Regions from separate parts of the Mus musculus genome. Here region 1 is linked to region 2. A link is a contact called in public promoter capture Hi-C data. All regions are on one chromosome and are shown on one strand. Each heading gives the region's core, a stretch centred on a gene start, on an enhancer-like site or on the middle of the called end of the contact. The rest is flanking DNA. Distances are from core to core; before and after follow the strand shown.

Region 1 (4,727 bases), core at 1,063-3,562, 890 kb after region 2:
AGTACAGTTTTTAATAACAAAAGCCAGGAAGGGGAATTTAAAGATAACTATTTTGTAATTCTAATTTTGTCATGACCAAATTTGGGTTTGGTGGTGAGTAAGTACATAAAATCTATTCAGTCTGGGAAGTGTCAAATTGTATGAGAGGGTCCACAACTTCTACTCCGGATGCCTGTTCTCATGGCACAGAAGTTCACTGAGTTTTATAGACTTTGGGTCTGCTTAATTTTGATTTGCGGTGTTTTTATTCATTTGCAAGTTTTTCAATTAATGTTAAAAGAGTACTGTTAATTAAGTTAATATAGTTTTTAAGAACACAGAATATGCTTAAAAGGAAAAAAAATTAAGCCAGTAGAACAGAAAGGGAGAAAATAAACAGTGAAATAAACCTCTATTGTTAATACTCTAGTTTTACTTCTTAGAGTCAAGCAATATAATTTTACAAATTGTTCCTTGATGAATTTATAATTGGAACCCTATATCCTAAAATATATAAACTTTTCTGCGTTTTTAAACATTGATGCAGCTTTGTGGGTTTTACTCATTCTGTATTTAACATTTTAAAGTACTATGTCTACCTCATTTGTCTCAATAATTGTACAGTAACTTCATTACAGAGACAAGTAAGCCACAGTATATTCTATTGTTGCTCTACTGATGAACATTTAAACTGTCTTCTTTTTTTTAAGATTTTATTTATTTTATGTATATGAGTACACGGTAGCTGTTTTCAGACACAGCAGAGGAGGGCATCGGATCTTATTACAGATGGTTGTGAGCCACCCATGTGGTTGCTGGGAATTGAACTCAGGACCTCAGGAAGAAGAGTCAGTGCTCTTAACCACTAAGCCATCTCTCCAGCCCCCTGTCTTCAATTTTTATACAAGTAGAAAATAGGGCTGCAACAAATGTACATCGTCTTATTTACAAATTTAAACACACTATGAAAGAAGTTTCTATAATTAGGTGAAAAGACACAAAGATCTCCATTAAAGTCCATAAATAAAATTCTTTTCTTAAAATTTGACACTGTATTCCAGCCCTTTGATATTTGTGTGGAGGGAAGGTCTGAAATGGTTTTAAGATGTTTACAATTCAGTGTTTCATTGTTAAAGTATGCGGTGGTTTGAGGAAGAATGGCCCCTATAGGCTCATATAGTTGAATCCTTAGTCACCAGGGAGTGGAACGCTTTGATAGGATTAGAAGGATTTGGAGGTATGACCTTGTCAGAGGGTATGTCACTGGGGGTGGGCTTTGAGGTGTCAAAAGCTCATGCCTCTCTGCCCACCACCCTCTTTCTCCCTGGGGACCAGGATGTAGTACTCTCAGCTATTGCTCTAGTACCAGGCCTGTATGCTCACCCACCATGATGAGAAGGGACTAACTTACTAAGTGTAAGCAAGCCTCCAATTAAGTGCTTTCTTTTCTAGGAGTTGGCTTGGTCATGGTGTCTCCTCAAAGCAATAGAACAATAACAAAGACAGAGTGTCACGCTATTGGATGGAGGTATGGACCTCTTGGCACAGCATCTCATTATGCATCCCAGACTGGCCTTAAACTTGCCATCCTCCTGCCTCATCTCCCCAGTGCTAAGGGCATGCATCTCCAAGGATGCTGAATTTCCTTCATTTTTATATATTATCCATTCAAATATGTTTCAGTCTTTATTTTACTTTTAAAATAAAACTCAGTGGCTATTAAGATTGTATATAAAAAGTCTGCCACTTCATTTCTTCCCATTAAAGCCTGCTACATGTAGAATACTGGTAAGACAGAGATTCTGTCTTGTCTTTTATTTTATAGGCCTACTGAAGTTTTTGTTAGTAGGTAAGACAATGACTGGAGGAAAGCAGCATTCCTGGTAAGGAAAGTCTAAAGGCTGAATTCCCTGCAGACTGGAAATGGTGTCCATAGACCAGTACCAGATGCGGGCACTCTCCTCTCCTTAGCACCCAGGAGGCGGGGTGGTGTAAACCTCCCAGAGTGATCTTGTTGATTCAAGATACCATATCAGTGGGGAGGGGGGTAACTAGAGAAGGGTCAAAAGCGGTGTGATGCTTTGTAAGTTTTCTGTTTTTAAGTAAAGTTAAGGAGCACTGTCCTCTGACCAGAGAGCCCTGTATCCAAGAGAGATCGGCACCCCTGCAAGGCCTAGCATGCCAGGCTCACCCCCAGTTAGAACCAGCAGCCATCTAGGAAAGGGCTGCCAAACGTGTCCTCTTACCTGTTCAAGAAATAGCTATCACAGACCAAGAGGCTTCACCAGTCCTCGGAAGCAGCTCCTTTCTGCTTAGATGTTCTGTTGCTGGCGTATCCTAGCAACTGCCAGCTTCCTCTGCCAGGGCACCGCCCCCGCGCAGTGGGAAAGGAAACAGCCAGCAAGAGCAAAAGCAGAGGAGCCAGAAGTAGAGATTGTTTGGCGCCAGGAACTGAGACCTAAAGATTATTCCAAGTTAACCTTTCTCCGGGAGTTCTCTCACACTTCTGAAAAGGCAGTCCTGTAAACAGTCTAAGCTCACGGGTTACCTTCTTTTAAAAATGCAAATGTGAACACTGAGAGACAGGGATTATAAAGGAACACAACTGTGTGCTACCTAAGTTCTTTTGTCCAGTTAAGATCTTTCCTTTAGCTTCCTGGCAGCCAGAAAGAACAGGAAGAATTAATAACTACTCTGCTTTTATAAGTCAGGAGAAGCAAAGCTTTTTCTATCACCACGTTCTTTAGTCTTAAAATCAGTTTTAGAGAAAGGATCAAATATGTTCCCTGCACAAATTTCATGTGGTTATCTCACAATAACAGCAAAGGTTTAGTAATATCATTAAGCATAGCACCGTATCTGTATTTCGAATAGCCAATGCAATGATTCTATTGAAGGATTGCTATTAGCACTGCCATACTATTTAAAAAAAAAAATGAAACACACAAAGATTAAATGAGAGCCAGTATTAAAATCCAATCTGAATCGAGAGCCCAGATTTTTTAAAACCCTTACTATGTGCTATGTTTAACATCCTTTGATATTTAAAGAGCTTAATGAAATTAAAAAACGTGTTATAAAGTCCATTCCCCTCATTATAAAAGCCGTTGCCTTCTTTATACCTTGTTGCTACAAATCCACTCTCATCAATTTGCTGACATCACTTTCCCACCCCATCACTTTCAAAGGCTTATCATTCATTATTCTCCTGTTAGGGGCAGTATGCAAACACCAGGGTTAGGAATAGAGGCAGCAGAAAAATTCATATTCTTTCCACTGCTAAATGTAGCTTGATACCCACCACCTGTCTTAATAACTTACTGATAATGTACTACAAACTTAGCTTTATAGAATGTACTTTTCTTAGATGGTCTATCTACATAGGTTACTTGGATAGGTTACTAACACATCAAAGGCACACACACACACACACACACACTTTCTATCTCACAAATACATAAACGTGCTTGGCTATAAAAATGTCGATGTCCCCTGAATGAAAACAGCAATAGAAAAATAGTATTAATCAGAAAATAAAAACAAATCCATGCTTTTTTTTTATCCAATTTTACTTTTTATCCTAAATCTATGCCCTTGCTTAGGTCTTGTTCAAAATGTCATCTTGCACTTAGTCATAGGCTGTTCCTTTTAATGTGCTTCCACTTTTACAAAGTCGCCACCTAGTGGCTTTATGAAATCAAGCATTTCAAAGTAACTCCACATGGAAATGTATCTCTATAAAAAACAGGTAAGTAGAAAAACTATTAGAATAATTATTTATAATACTAAAGACCTAAACAGGTAAGTAGGAAAACTATTATAATGGATATTTATAATACCAAAGACCTAAAAATTGTTTTGAACTTATCCCTGACTTAATTTGCATCATTTGTGAACTTGTGAAGCCCCATCCTCTTGAAATTTTTGAGGTCCACCAGATGTTCAAGATGTCACTGAATTTTGAAAGATAATGTAGATAGTTTGTACTGATGCATCTTCAGTCCTCAATCAAATACATGGACAGCTGTGACAAAAGCACTTGTTCATACTAAAGTGGGTAGAGACCACAAACAGCCTTGTAGCAACTTAGGTTGGGTTTACTTACAAATGAGCTATGGAAAACTTTCTCTTGCAGAGATCTGAAGGCCTGTTTTACTCTGGAGAAAGGAATCCAAAGAGTAAAATGTGATATTCTGTAACAAGTAGTATATGTTTATCTCTAAGAAAGCTACAAGGTCAGAGAGAGAGAGAGAGAGAGAGAGAGAGAATGAATATGAATCATGGTACCTGAAGCATATCTTGCAATTTACAATCATATACAGAAATTAATATAGCATTGTTATACTTAGATATGCAACATTTGAAGACTGCTTTGAAAATTAACTAACAGTGTAGGGAACACAATTATGAGTTCTATGGCACATTCAAAACACACTCTGTCTTTACTCATGTGGTTTGCTATGTTCCCATTCCACACAGCCATGTACACAGAATATTCTGGAGTAGCAGCTCAGTCTGTGTCCCGGGTAGAGCTCTTAGCTTTCTCAGCTCTTCTTGCACACGCGCTATGAAAAACCAAGGAATTCACACCAGGAACCTGGAGAGAGGCAGTCTGTAGAATGCTTGATTTGCAAGAACCTAAATTTGCCTTCTAGAAGCTATGTTTACAAAACAAAGCAGAGTTGTGGCATATATTTGTAGTTCCAATGCAGAACCTTCCTAAGACAATGAGATAATTCTGTCTTAAA
Region 2 (4,540 bases), core at 1,401-3,900:
TGATTGGCAAATGCAAAGCAGCTATTCCCAGGGTCATACACACTCCACGTTCCTTGCATGCATCAGACGTGGCAGGGGGGGACATCAGAGTACTCACCTGGCATGCGTTATAAAGTAGCTGGTGTTCCAGCTTCTTAATGCCCAGAATCTGCTGGAACATTTCATAGAGCTGCTCCTTACTCAGAATAAGCTCAGACACGGCACTGAGGGTCATCCTGTTCGGCTGTTTGCACAAATCTTCTTCTCCCCTGTAAATGGCGTCATATTTGGCTATCCATGAGCTCAGCACTGTCTCTTTGCTCAGGCCATCTATCTCTGGCAGGCTACGGACACGTTTTTCTATGTTCTTCTTAAACACCTCTCTGAAATCATTAGCAGAGCATCCTCCACTTTGAACCATTCTGGCCACACGGTCACTCTTTAGAAACACCTGAAAAACAAAGTCAAACAACACCTGTAATTAGGCATGGACATTAACACCTATGCTCTGGGGGCACCCAGCCAGGATAACAAGTGTTCCACCATGGCTCAAAATGTTGTATAACACAACTATAATACATGATAACTTATGAGACGAGACCCAAATCTCTAAATGGTTGAAAGGTTGAGAGAAGTTGTAAGCAACTCTGAGGAAATTGTGAGATAACCTACATTTGTCCAACCTGAAGGTCAAGGACTCAGATGCCAAAGGTTTCTCAAAAGTGGAGACCCAGTGACGTCCTGGCACCATCCTCTGCAGCCTGAGAACAAAGTGCTAAGACAACAGTCTAGGAAATAAGAGTCATTTAGTAGACACTTACTTTAGGTGCCACTTAGCACCTCGCAGTTCCAAAAACTGGAAGAAGTAACTATTGTTTATAACTCCTTGTTCCTCTCTTACTAGCCGCCCACCTCTCTCATTTCACTCAAATGGTTAAGAAAGCGGCTGGAAATACATGGCTAACTTCTGTATGTTTACTTGGGAATTTGGGGAAACTCTTTAAGCACAGGAGGGGTTGGGGGCCAACAGTTTTGTAGAACTGCACTTGATGTAAATAGATATCCTATGTAACTACGATCTCATTAGCTCCCTAGCTTCTTAACACTTGTCTCATAGCTACAGGGAATAGATGCAAGGAGAGGGGACCACCTGTAAGATATATAAGCATATTGTTGACATATGAATCCAACCATTTTGTCATGGATACTAATCAAATGATACAGCTAATTTTCCTGTTTTCTTCTTCATATTTGACACAAGCTTCTTGCAGAAGAGTCTGAAAAATTAAGGCACCTACCATGTATTGAATGCTGCTATAATCCTTCTAGAATGAAAATGTCAATTAAAAGTTACTTTGTTTGTGTGTGTGTGTGTGTGTGTGTGTGTGTCTGTACATGTGTGTGCACGTGTGCATACATGGATGTGAGGGTTGTGAGCACCAACACATAACTGGAGACAAGAAGAGGATATGAGGAATCTTTCTTTTAAAATTTAGTTTCCTTTTTTACTTATTCACCTTATATCCTGCTCTATCCCAGCCACCTCTTCCTACAATCCTTCACCCCCCCATTTCCTTCTCCTCTGAGTGGTTGGGGGCTTTTCAGGTATCCTCTCACCTGGACTGGGCATTGGCGTTTTTATGACTGTGCTGCAAGCATTCTTGACTGCTGAGCCTTATCTCCAACTCCCCTAAATGGCTAGTTTGTTCCTAAAAACTAAATCATAATGATAAAGTACTCTTACAGCTAGGGCTACATCATGTGACTACCCCACCATGTCCACTTATACATAAACCGGTTACAAACATGTTCTACACATGTCAGGTGACTCACTTGTCTTTCTGTTTAACTAGCTGGCATATGTGTCCACCTGACCCCCAAATTTCCCCAAATGCTTTTAGTTTTCCTCTTTTGAGTCCTTCACAAAAGCTGTTCTTGTTTCCTATCTCAGTCAATGACACTCAGATACTAAAGCATTAGTAACTTCTACCTATGGCAACCACATTTATAATACCTATACAAAAATGTGTGCTATCTCTCTATATCTCTAAGTCACTTGTGATAAGAAAGTCTCTATTATCTGTTTTGTTTTGTTTTGTTTTGTTTTGTTTAGTTTTTAATGTCTTCAAGCCATAACAAAATATATTTAGAGAGGTATAAGAACAACCATGGCTTGATCCAATAGTCCTAGCACCTGGGAAGCTGAGGTAGGGAAATCACCAGTTCAAGCCTAACTGTGTAGTTAGTTTAAGGATAAACATGATTGTAAAGCAAAACCCTTGTTTTAAAAAGGCGTGGAACTAACGGTGTCTTTAACAACTCTAAGTCGGGGAGAAGGAAACTCAGACACTCAATGCTGTATTTTGTCAGGAAATGACATTTCTTAAGTCCTCATGGGGATGTCACGATTTCTCTTCTCTTTCTTAGCTGATACTGCTTTGCTCATGAGGTACTGACCGTCCATATGAAGAAACTTTGTGCTTATACCTTATACATAAAAAAGCACACAATTATACCATGATACCTATTAATTGTTGTGGATTTGATTTAATGCTGCACAAATTGTGCTAATTTGGTCATCAAAATGGCACAAAATCCACACATAAGACACTGAGGGACTCTGCCCACCATTGATTTTGGTTGGTAAATAAAGTTGCTGGCAGCCAACAGTTGGGCATGGAGAGAGAGGCAGGACTGTAGAATTTCTGGGCAAAGGACAGAGGAAGTAGCAGGAAGAGAGAGAGCCCCCATGCCAGGACAGGAGTAGAGGCCATGTCAGAGAGGTGCTGGAAAAAGAACACAGCCATCATGTAGGTGCTGGGGAATTCAGCGTGAGAGGGCTATAGGTCTGGGTCCAGGGCAGCCAAGTTAGAATATAGGTTTTAGTAAGTAATAAGTCAGGGATAACAGAGAGGAGTATGTTAACCACCTGGAGTTTTGAAAGTGGCCCAGCCAATGAGCTGACTAAGGCATATTAAAATATAAAGGTCATATGTGTGTGTGTGTGTGTGTGTGTGTGTGTGTGTGTGTGTGTGTCTTTCATTTGGGAACCCAGAACATTGAGGTGGGTAGCAAAGAGTGCCACTGCTGCCGCTGGGACTTTGAGTAGAGTTATGTGGATTCAGTGACAACCAATTACATACAATTATATTTTAATTAAAGACTCTTAACTGTATACATATGTATACATATAATTTTTGTTATAACTCTTTCTAAAGGTGCTATAGATGCCCAGGAATCTAGGCAGCCCTGTCTCACACCACTTAGAGCAGTAACAATTAAGTGAGCCTAGGTGGCACACTGGTAGAAGGAGGGCTTGCTATTCATTGCTGTCCTGGTGACACTTAACTATGGACAACTCCTTTTTCAGATATGTCAAGGGTGCCCCTTTCAGAGCACCATCCATACTAGGAGATTTCTAGTGAGTTCTGGACACTAGCATCTCCCTGTGGACTTCACCCAGAACTGGGAGGAAATAGATTCCCTATGTCCATCACTATGGCAAGACGGTAACTTTACTGTTATACCATGACACATATGTTTAGTGAGGTCTGGTCTGAGGTCTGGGGTTGGTAGAAGGGGACTCTCTCTGGGATTTCTTTCTTCCTCAGATGTTCCCCCTCCTAATTCTAGTATTTGTTTTATTGTTTTCATTGCTCATAGGAGCTTTCTTCTATTGTTATGCATTATGGCTTTCCTGCTCAATTTTATTTAGTTTGTTTTTCACCTGATCCACGAAAATAACTACTGGTACTACATGTAATGTTGCTTCTCTAGAAAATACCTGAAGTTGGCTCTTTTAGAACTGGTATAATGAGCATAAACACGGACCAGCAAAATATATACTGATAGTCTCACTACAGTAAAACTACTCATTTCTAATACTCTATATGAGCAGTTTATTTTGTTTTTGTTTGTTTTTTTCCTCACTGTCTAATGTGTAGCCAGGAGCTTACATTCCCTTGAGTGACTCTAGTTTTGAAGTAAAGACACAAACGAACATTGTTGCTGAGTTCCTTCTCCTATAGAACCATAACCAAGGCTGCACTAACTCACTCTAACTATGTAACTGACATTTGCTAAATGATAACAGAATGCTCGGATTCTGCTCAGTGTTCACGGCACACAGATAAATCCATCAAAGACTAAATGTTGACAAGCTCCAGCTCCGCAAGGGGGAAAGGCCAACAACAAAAGGAAAAAGAGCAAGGGCAGTAACAGACCCTCCTACAAAAGGAGAGGAAACAAAGGAAATGGAGTTAACAACTCTGCTGGGAAGTGAGAGCTACATAGGGGAGAGCCCAGAACAGGGGCAAGAGGCCTGTGTCTTTAATAGCCTTTGAACTGTGTAAAGATAAAGGGGAGAATAAAACACAGTTCAAAAAAAAAAAAAAAACAATAGCGTATGGGGGACTTTTGGGATAGCATTGGAAATGTAAATGAGGAAAATACCTAATAAAAAATTAAAAAAAAAACAATAGATGGAACCAAAAAGAATAAAACGTTAATATCTTCAAAGAGTGATTAAAAAACTTTCCTACTATATACAGAGATTACATAT

What was found. Promoter capture Hi-C pulls out the DNA fragments that hold promoters and counts their contacts.
Region 1: a promoter capture Hi-C map of liver shows a contact between it and region 2, with 2.5 times the contacts expected there. The contact joins the promoter of Iqub here to the enhancer-like site in region 2. A contact is called at or near these places in 4 of 39 promoter capture datasets (embryonic stem cells, hippocampal neurons and liver) and 1 of 115 datasets of contacts at active chromatin or transcription factors (astrocytes).

What each region holds. Positions count from the first base shown.
Region 1 is chr6:24,512,755-24,517,481 of GRCm38.p6, forward strand. It overlaps Iqub (IQ motif and ubiquitin domain containing), which reads right to left and starts at 2,313. Exons shown (of 13, transcript NM_172535.3): 1 at 2,226-2,313.
Region 2 is chr6:23,626,396-23,630,935 of GRCm38.p6, forward strand. Cadps2 (Ca2+-dependent activator protein for secretion 2) reads right to left here. Exons shown (of 30, transcript NM_153163.4): 3 at 98-430. Among named protein-coding and RNA genes, the nearest start is that of Rnf133, 22 kb to the right of the region's middle. Within about 2 kb of position 2,651, at least 7 of the 459 cell types and tissues checked have an H3K27ac peak or open chromatin away from gene starts, as enhancers often do. A contact at or near this core is called in liver, where this site is marked.